Linked DNA regions of Pan troglodytes: region 1 is linked to region 2. Evidence: chromatin contacts called from public capture Hi-C data. All regions are on one chromosome and are shown on one strand. Each heading gives the region's core, a stretch centred on a gene start, on an enhancer-like site or on the middle of the called end of the contact. The rest is flanking DNA. Distances are from core to core; before and after follow the strand shown.

Region 1 (5,403 bases), core at 443-2,942, 280 kb after region 2:
TAAAGGCAGAGCTGTAGGGTGAGCTGTGAATAAAGCAAGGTCCTGGCCCTCATGGGGCTTGCATTCTTATGGGAACCACACACGGTGAAAGATTTAAACATATATAGTGTAACCTGAAGTGATGTAAGCCAGGCACAGAAAGACAAATACCACATGGTCTCACCTACATGTGAACTCTAAAGAGCTGAATTCATAGAAACACTGAGTAAAATAGTGGCTAACAGGCTGAAGGGTTGGAGGATTGGGGAGATGTTGGTCAAAGGACACAAAATTTCAGTTAGGAGGAAGAAGTTCAAAGATCTATTGTATAACATGGTGATTACAGTTAACAACATATTGTATATTTGAAAATTGCTCAGAGTATATTTTAAGTGTTCTCACCATAAAAAATCATATGTGAGATAAGACATATTTTAAATAGCTTGATTTAGTCATTCCACAATGTAAACATATATCAAAATGTTATGCTGTACCCAATAAATCTATATAATTTTGTCAATTAAAACAAATATAGTATAATGTAATATAGTATAATAATAGAATATAAATCAATAGTAAGTGCTATGAAGAAAAATCAGCAGGATAGGGATTATGGGATAAGGAATGTTATTTTTTAGACAGGGTGGTCAGGAAAGCCTGAGAAGGTGGCATTTGTGCAGAGACAGTGGAGTAGGGGAGTGAACCATGCCGGGTAGAGGAAAGAGCAAATGAGAAGGCCTCATATTCAGGCATGTGCTTGGTGTGTAAGGGCACTGGTAGACCAGGGGAATGAGGCTGTATTCCTGGATGTGGTCTTAGGTTTTGATTCTAAGATGGCTTTAGAGTTTAAGAGCATTCTCAAGAGTCAGTGTTGTGTGCAAGGCTCACTGCTAGGCCCTGGGAGTACCCAGAGATAAAACACTAGTCTAGTGCTAGAGGACACTCCTAAGGGACATGCACTCATCTACACAAGAGAAGGTACTGACGGTGGAAGGACGCATGTGCCAAGCATCCAATGCATGGCGCAGACACTAGTTCTGAAGGAGCTCCAGAGATGGGGACTTGGGCACTGAGAGATGCCTGGGCGAGCAAGGGGAGTTTAATGTGGACCTTGAGGAAAGGACCAGGCAAACTGAGAGGCAGACTGTTCAGGCAAGGAAGGAGTGAGCAGAGGGAGTCGGCAGAAGTGGGCATGGCCTAATTGGCAATGGCTTGGTTGGAACAAAAGCATCTCACAGCAGAGCCATGGGAAATAAGGGGTGTGAAGAAGCTAACCAAGGAGGAAGGAAGTGGCCTGATTCCTCAAGGCTGGATAAGAAGGCGCTCCTCTGAATTCAAATGAGACTCCATGATCAACATGGTTAGGACTTTGATGCTATTATTCTAGGAAAGGGTTAATGGTTTCCCCTTGAGGCCTCATTCTCTAAGTGCTGAAAGGGCTGTATACCTCACAGGCCACTAGGCCCCACCTGCCCCAGAGGCCCAGTTAAGGAAGGATGGCTGCTTAGCGCTGCCTCCAGGGTGGAGTCTTCTCATGTGAATGGCTGCTCTCCGCACTCTGCCTAAGTCCTCCAGCTGCTCAAGGGCCTTGTGACCAGAAATCACCTTTCTGAAAGCCAACCTGACTGGCCCAGGAGTGAGCCCATCTCCATCCCAGCCTGTGTCTTCCTGTCCCTACTCCTGAGTATGAAGATGTGCAAGACCCTAACTTACTGGAGCACGGCTTGGAGCCTCGGGCATCAGACCCTGTGTCCACTGAGAACTGTGGATGTGGAATATGCCCAGGACTGCATTCTCAGCCGTGCCTGCCAGCTGCACACTGGTGCCCGCCTGCTGCACCATCTATGAGATAATGTCTCTCCATTTTGGGATTGTGACATAGTTACATCAGACCTCAATGGCCAGTGCTTGCATTCCAGGCCTGAGATCAGTGTGACAGCAGAGAAACCTGAGCCGCGAGGGACATTCTCAGGCTCAAAAATCACAAACCCGACAGGGAAAGGAATTTGATCAGAAAACAACACCATTTAGGTTATTTTAATGCCTGGATCTGAGCTGCCCTTTAAGCAGAGCCCCTTCTGTTGCAGGACTTTATTACCAAGTGACCCCGGCAGATGACTTTCATTTGTTTTTAACTGTAGAACAAGGTCATGTTTGCTTCGGGCATACTACATGGAGTGGACTTTGGGTGACAGGGTAAGCCCTGGCTCAGGCCTGTTTTTCCATGCATGCAGCATGCAGGCTGACAGGGCAGAGGCCAGGTTCTGAGGCTTTGTAGCAGATGGCCTCCTGTGTGCAGGGAGAACTTCTTCCACTCTTGCACATACGACTCCTAAACCTTCTACCTTTACGGAGGCATATACTGTTGAATGCCACCTAGGCATTCTTTGATCATCTGAAACTTGCGACTAAGAGGTGGGAAGAGACAACTGTCAACCACTTAGAGGTGACCATTAGTTCCCCGAACAGTCAATCAATTTAGGAATCAAGAAACATTTGTGTATCTATTTACTAAGCATTTTTTATGTGCAGGAGAGAGTACAAACCAACATGCAACATAGTCTTCATTCTTAAAACAGTACATAATAAAGGTATGAAAAACAACATTTGTATTCAGAGAACTCTAAGACAAATGGTCAAATATTCAAATGGCCTGGCACTAGTGGTAATTCCAGCGTACAAACAGCATGAGAAAAGGCCGGGAGACAGTAATAAATACGTGCCCATTGCAATGAGTTACCCAGTCAAGCCCTTTTACCTCCTTAAGATGGCAGATTAGAAGACCCTCTTCCCCAGGAGAGCGGGAGCGTCTGCCTTCGGGCTGTCAGTAATATTAAATAAGAGTGCTGGATTTATAAATTTTAAAAACATAAGAAGGTTTGACATTCTGCCCAGAGCGACGGAGGGCAGCGTGGTTTACCAGCGAAAGGACTGAACAGAGTGCCAGGGGCCCTTAGCTCTAGACCTACTGAACAGAAAGACCTTGGGGGAACTTCTCATTGAAACACTGAAGGCTTTAGGTTCACACCTGTACACGAAGGATCGTCCTGGTGTAGGGCAGCAGAAATGCCACTGAGCTAGAAGCTGGAAGACCCAGGTCCTGGCTTTGCTAATAATAATGACATTTATTATGCACTGTGTGCTAGAGGTTGTTCTTAAACGTATGAGCTCATTTAGCTCCCGTGCCCACCCAATCTCTGTGAGGAAAGCTCTATTCTTACGAGCATTTAATGGACAAGGAAACTAAGCCACAGAGGTGTGAAATCCCTTTCCTAAGGCCAGACAGCTAACTACTGACAGAGCTGGAATTCTACCTGGTTGGTTGTCGGCATAGCCCACGTTCTTAATCCCCGTGCTGCTGCCTCCCAATAAACTGGGTGAGTGATCCTGGGCAAAAGACAAGCTCTCTGCATTTCAGTTTCCTCTTCAGTAAAATGAGAACATGAGTATTAATAACTTGCCAAATTACCTTAAACAGTGATTGTCAAGATCTAAATAAGACATTGGATATGAAATACTTTGTGATATAGAAAGTCCTATACATGTGTGAAGTCTGTTCCTCAGAGGAATGATGAAAAGATGAAATGAGATGGCTGATGGGAAACGCTCTGGGACATGAACATAAAAGTGCGACCTAGATGATCAGTGCCACCACCATCCTGGGAAAAGCTAACTGGCGGTGAGCATGCTCTTGGACTCCATGAAAATTTAAGGATGTGGCTTCTTTTTCATATCTGTATGGTATCTTTACTCAACTTGATTTTGGCAGGTTTAAAGAGGAAAAATGAAGGATAGGAAGTTTTTATCCTAGAAGCCTAGAGAAAGTGAAGTATATTCCTTTCAAGAAGAGAATCCCCGGGTTTCTTTCCTTTCTTCCTTCCTTAAATTGAGACCCAAATGAGGTGGAAGACAATCTCTACTGAGATGAGATGCATTTTTAGGACAAACATGGAGACCATCATCGTTGTTCCGGAATCTGGCCATGTGCTAAGAGACAGCTTCTGCTCCCTATCTGATATTACCAAGCTGGACAGCATCTTTTCTATGATCCAGTTCAACTTCTTTGTATGGAAGAAACTGAGGTCCAGGGAAGTGAAGAGATTGGTCCAAGATCACTGGAACCCACGACTACAAGGCAGCTCTTCCGACGCCAGGCAAATGTGTGTTCCTCCCCATTTCACTGCCTTTCCTTTGGGTGGGTTTGGGGGGAGTGAAATTTTTATGAGAACCCACATCATAATCCTGTGACAATTCCAAAGAACGAAATGATTTTTTAAAAAATCTCTTCTCTGAAATGGCTCCATCTCTGCCTTCATATTGCCTGAAGAGTTAAACAGACACAATCTGGATGAGTCTCAAAGATAGTAAGAATCACCTGTTTTCTCGTGGTAAGAAGGTGCTTCCAGAAGGCTGATTTTTCACTTCTCATGCCTTCCCTTTTCACACACTGGGGGCAGAGACTCTCTCCTACTGACAGGAAGAGAATTAGCCTCCTTTGGTGTTACTGCTCCTTTCCACTTTAGCTCAGCATTATACACACAAAACGGGTGGGTGCGGAGCCCTTTCACCAGGAACTGGGTTGCAAAGTCTGTTAGTGGAAAAAAAAGCAACACCCTTCTTGAGCCCGTAATTTATCAGATTTTTTTTCCTGTGGCGATACAGAGGCCCCTTCACCCCAGCAACCAAGAGGCTACAGCTGGATATGTGCTTATGAGATGGGTCATAGTTAAGAGCTGCCAGCCTGGGGTCTGTTTCTGGGACATTTCCACCTTAGATTAGACAGGCATTGGAGTCAGGAGCTAGCTGGTTACTGTAGCAACAGGCCTTCAAAGCTTCACATTTCAAATGGAAGCTGCTACGCTATGAAACTTGCTCAGGACACCCTTTTTCTCAGTTTGAGGTTAAGTACTCCTCCGCCCCCCACCCCCGACCACACCCCATGCCCAGTATACTCTTAGAGCAGAGAGGAGGTCTGGAGGAGACAAGGGCCTAAGGCTTCACCCTTGCTCACTTGGAACTAGGCATTCTTGCTGTCATCTGGTTTAGTCAAGGGGGTTGTGAGGCGTGTGGGCTCCATTGTGAGTGTAGGAAAGATGGAAAGAAAATTGCCAGATGGGGATGAGGATTCCAAGCCTATCAGGAGGAAAGAAATATGTTACTCACTGCCACAAGAAGGTTGCCAACGTCATTTATGGATCAGCAACTGCTTGTAGGCAAAGTCTGTTACATGCCTGTCACTAGGCTATGCACCCGAGGATGGAGGCACTAGCTGAGGCTTACGAGTTAGAATAGATAAGGAGAAGATTGTCTGCCATGGTATATGCTGGAAAAACTCTGGGAAACAAGACAATCTGCCTCCAAGGGATTAACAGCCCAGTAGGGAAGACAGACCAACAGGCAAACCCTAAGGGCGGGTTAGAAAGA
Region 2 (4,991 bases), core at 2,371-4,870:
TGAATATTTTAATCTCATTTTGAAGTCTTTCAATATCTTAACAAAATAAACCTTCCCAACTTCTTAAGTAACTCAGAAATGCAATAAAATAAACTTACATATGTGATGATTAAGTACTCTTAACTGTTCCAGTACAGTGTATAAACTTAGTAAGATTACCCTTAAATATACAGTAAGTCACACATTTCAAATAGAAATGTTCAATGCAGGTATATTTTTTAATACTCAAAATTCTCTTGAATATTACAAATACTGATACTTCCAAGTATATACGGGTTCCTTCTTAATGCATAAATATTAATGCTCTAAGTTTGGTTCTCTTAAACATTTCTATTCTTAATTCTTGTTTTTTTTTTTTTTTTCTTTTTGAGACTGAGTTTCGCTCTTGTTGCTTGGGCTGGAGTGCAGTGGTGCGATCTTGGCTCACTGCATCCTCTGCCTCCCAGGTTCAAGTGATTCTCCTGCCTCAGCCTCCCGAGAAGCTGGGATTACAGACCCCCGCCACCATGCCCAGCTAATTATTTTATTTTTAGTAGAGACGGGGTTCCACCATGTTGGCCAGACTGGTCTTGAACTCTTGACCTCAGGTGATCCACCCACCTCGACCTCCCAAAGTGCTGGGATTACAGGCATAAGCCACCATGCCCAGCCTCTATTCTTAGTTCTAAATCTTTCCGGAGTTAAAAATGCTTACCTACTCAGGACATAATGATGCTATCTCAAGCAATTTGAGAGAATTCAGAGATTTTAGCTGGGATTTTAGCCTGGATTCTTGTCAGCCCTATTTGTAGCCTACACATCATGAGTGGTCAGCTGTACTGAAAGGCTGTGCACCCTGGCGTGGGTGCAGGGCTGTTTACCTCTGGCATCTGCCTTGTCTGCTGAGACCTGTGCCATACAGGGTGTTAAGAATTTAGGGCATCCTTTTCTGCTTACTTCCATTTTATATCACCAAGCCCCATCCTGGGCTAGTCAAGGAAATTCTGCCTTCAACCCAGGCTGCTACATGATTTGACTTTGCTTTCCTTTGTCTACAATGTATTAATTTCTTTCCCATCTAGCTGCAGTGACCTTTGACATTGATGGAATTCTATCTTCTTTCCATATTCTCCCTGACCAGTAGGACCACACAGCTCATGCCGTTATGAAAATGATATCCAATTGCATCCTGCAAATCCCACAGCTTCTGAGTGAAAACTCCTGACTATTTTACAAAGGCTTCTTTTGTTTAAAAAGATGTTTTTAAACATAACACTGACTGGTGGAATCTTCAAGGCTTAGAAGAATGAACAAATATTTGGGGGGCACCTGCTATGAGCCAAGTACTTTTTATGTCCTCCAACACCCCTTCAAAGTGCTTATTTTTATCCCCATATTCAAATGAGGAAGCAGAGGCCACATGGCAAATATATGGAGGAGCTGGGACGAGATTTTTAAGATTGTTTGCAAAATGCACCATCCTTCCACGATCCCAGTTCCCATGGCTTTCAAGAGTTTATTTCCAGGGTCTGTGAACAATGAACCAGTCTCCTCACATGTTCGCTCTGACTACCAAAACTTTTAATAGAAACCTGGTATTTCCCAGCAACCACAGGCTCAAAAGCAATAATCTGTTCACTAGGCCCCTTCCCCTAATATTTCTTAAGCCACCAAAAAATCTGGTGAAGATCTCCAAAGATTTTCATGATAGAAACATGTCCAGGGCAAGCCTAAGAGTTACAGCCACAGCCTTGGGTCCAGGTGCCAAGGTCAGCCTTGCAAAGTTCTAGTCCTGGCTTCAGCTGAGATCTTTGGGCCTCCTTCCCTCTCCAGGAGGCCCTCCAACAGTTGGAGACATGAGCACTTCTGCCTCCCACTCTCCTCTGCCTTCTCTTCTGTTTGCCCAGTGAGATCTGCTTCCACTGCCAAGTCCCCATGTGGCTTGTGGCTCACACTTTCCTAGGAAGGGAATGGGAACCGAGGCCTCAAGCTCTGACGGCTGGGCCAGGTGGCTGAGTCTCCTTTGCCGTGTTCAGGCAGCTGGCTGGCTTCTTTTCATGCACCCTCAGTGGTCACCTGAGAAGGAAGTAGAAGTGTATTTGATGTCTTCATAGAAATTCATTGTCCCCTGTGCTGGGGTGTGGGGGTGGGTCATGCTGGTCATGCTGGCAGAGGGTGGAAGCGTTCCAGCAGAGCTCCAAGCAGATGGCAGCATTGAGGGGACACCTGATGTGGCTCAATGCCAGCCTGCAGGGCACTGGAGCCACAGCAAAATGATCACGGCACTGGGGATGGGTCCTTGATTCCTGTCTTGGCTCTGTCATTGCCTGGCTGCGTGATTTTAAGCTAAGATATTGTCTTAGTCCATTCAGGCTGCTATAACAAAATGCCTTAGACTGGATAACTTATGAACAAAGACATTTATTTCTTACAGTTCTAGAGGGTGGGAAGTCCAAGCTCAAGTGACAGTGGGTTGGGTGTGTGGTGGAGATTTGCTTTCTGCTTCACAGTCAGTGCCTTCTCTCTGGCTACCTGGCTCATATATGGAGGCCTCTAGCTATGTCCTCAGATGATGGAAGCAGCACTTTGGTGTCTCTTTTATAAAGCACTAATCCCATTAATGAGGGCATCACCCTCAAAACCTAATCACCTCCCAAAGGCTCTACATTCTAATACTATCCCATTGGGGATTAAGTTTCAACATATAAATTTTGGGGGGTACAAAAACATTCAGACCATAACAACTATGAATTAAGGTCTTTTCCTCTCATTGCTCAACAGTTTTCTTTAAAAAGGTCTTTAAAATGCCCTTCTAGACTTACTTACACATAAGTTTTTAAAAAATTGTACATGCCTAAGAAAGGAAACTTTGAGTAAAATAGATTGAATAAAATATTCCTAAAACTTTCTCACATTTGGAGTCCCACTTTTCTGAATTACTTTTTGGCTTAGTCATTAAAAACCATATTTTCTCTACAATGTCATCCTGGGTGCTAGGTAAGTCTGTGATGACATGTTGATGGGGGTCACAGGAAGGGAGGGACCCAGAAATGCCCAAGGCCTGCCTCACTAATCACATTCCCACCAAGCCTTCTAAGATTCCCGAGGCAGGACCCACTTAAGGAGCAGTAGTTGGATAGGAGTAGAAGCATCACTTGCCTGTCAGCACTGATAACTCTGATCAAAATACTTAGAGGGCTTGTCTTGGGAGGCCAAAATGAAGATTTCTACTTGGGCTTTAAATCTCAATTCAGGACTACTCTGTTCCCACAGGGTGTCGGGTATTAATGTGGGAACCTGGGGTATCTAAAAGGTAGCACTGTCTGTCCTATGCCATGAGATGTTGCCCTACCAGAGCATGAAATCTTGGTTTTCTGGTTTCTTTATCAAAGGGTTAGCTCAGAGCACCATAGATAGCCACAGGCTATGGGACCAGATCCATTCTCTGGACTGGCATGGGTGCCAGTTGCTGAGCCAGGGACAACAGCTTGAGTCTCAATTAGGGGGCTGGGTCAGACAGCCAAAAGGAGATGCCTGAAAGGGAGTCAGTGATTCAGTCGAGTTCCATTGTTTTCTGGAAGAGGAAGGCTGAGCAGCATTAATGGCCACATTCATTCTGCAGACAAAAGAACATTTGGTGAGATGATTCACCCCCTTCCCAGCCACGCCTCCCTTTATCACTTCACAGGATGCTGTACAGACAGAAGGTATTTAAACCTGCTGGCTTGGGCCCAGTTTCCCATCCCACTCTAGATACTCAGTGCTCTCTTTCCTTTTCATCCTGGGGACCAGGCAGGGAAGTGGGAATAGGCAGGTATTAGTCCTGGGAAGTAATCTTTCCCCCCAAATCAAGAAAGGATTCAAACTTCATATTCCTACGTGGCCTTGAGGAACCTTGGCTATCATTTCTTGCTAAGTTCCCAGGAATAGCTGAGAAACTACTTAAGACAAGCTTAGGGTGATCCTAGCCATCTGTACTTATCCAAACAAATGAAATGAATTAGGACACCCTGTGAGGCCAAAAAGATATGAATATGGCTGTATTTCAAGGTGGCTATCACCATGGGCTCTGGAGCCACAGAGATCTGAGTCTGACGCCCGGCTGTGCTTCTTATCCTGTGATTCTGGGCTCTGAGCCCTCTTTAAACCTCAGTTCCCATCTCTAGAAGGGGACAATAACAGTGCCTACCTCCCATGAGGGTTAACTGAAAGATGTGTGCATTGAAGTTCTCAGCCCAGTCTCCCAGACTGGAGTCCCTTAAGCACTCAATAGACGACAGCAGTTGTTATTCCCGAGGGTGGGAAAGGGTGAAGGCGGATGACTCAGCACAGAATTAGGCATTTAGAGAAGAAATTCTTGTTTCATCCTATTGCCTTTTCCCCCATGGCACATTTTGGTAATGTCTTTAAAATCTTGACACAGTGTGGTGTCTTGCCTAAAATGATATAATAATGAAGCCACTGATGGAATGTGGTGAGGGATGGGGTGTGTGTATGTGTGTGTGTGTGTGTGTGTGTGTGAATATGTGGTGCCAAATTGGAGAATAAGGATAAGTTTATTAATTCTTTGGTAATTTCAGGCAATAATTGCATTACTGTGACAGTCCTATCAGGAGATGAAATTTGCCACTGTGATGATCTGTTTTTCTTCTATTTTCTGGATTAAGATGTCAATGTTTTTAAAGGTCTCAGGCATCTTCCCAGCCTTAACTGAAACCAGTAACTACAGAAATAATTATGTTTCTAGAAACACCAACAGGAACTCAATGCTGGTTTCTGTGTAGGAGCCTGTGATCTCGACTTGGTCTCTAGCCCATCTGTGAAGGGAAATATTCTAAAACTTTATTAAACTGCTGTCCTTAGGATGCTGGCATTGGAGTTGTGGCTAACAGTAGGTGGTGTTAAGGGTAAAGAATACAGTGAGAAGCCTTTCATGCCAAACAGCCCATCTTTTCTGGGTAAACAGTCTGCTCCTGAAGAATAATCCAGCTAGCTGAGATGAACTGGAAATT

The links. Capture Hi-C pulls out chosen DNA fragments and counts their contacts.
Region 1: a capture Hi-C map of stem cell-derived neural stem cells shows a contact between it and region 2, with 4 times the contacts expected there. The contact joins two enhancer-like sites. A contact is called at or near these places in 1 of 7 Hi-C or Micro-C datasets (stem cell-derived neural progenitor cells) and 1 of 1 other capture datasets (stem cell-derived neural stem cells).

Annotation. Positions count from the first base shown.
Region 1 is chr9:132,794,084-132,799,486 of NHGRI_mPanTro3-v2.0_pri, forward strand. LOC134807397 (a long non-coding RNA gene) reads right to left here. Exons shown (of 2, transcript XR_010147711.1): 2 at 2,471-4,300. Among named protein-coding and RNA genes, the nearest start is that of SNX19, 50 kb to the right of the region's middle. Within about 2 kb of position 1,693, at least 6 of the 24 cell types and tissues checked have an H3K27ac peak or open chromatin away from gene starts, as enhancers often do. A contact at or near this core is called in stem cell-derived neural stem cells, where this site is marked.
Region 2 is chr9:132,507,176-132,512,166 of NHGRI_mPanTro3-v2.0_pri, forward strand. No RefSeq gene overlaps it. Among named protein-coding and RNA genes, the nearest start is that of ADAMTS15, 130 kb to the left of the region's middle. Within about 2 kb of position 3,621, at least 12 of the 24 cell types and tissues checked have an H3K27ac peak or open chromatin away from gene starts, as enhancers often do. A contact at or near this core is called in stem cell-derived neural stem cells, where this site is marked.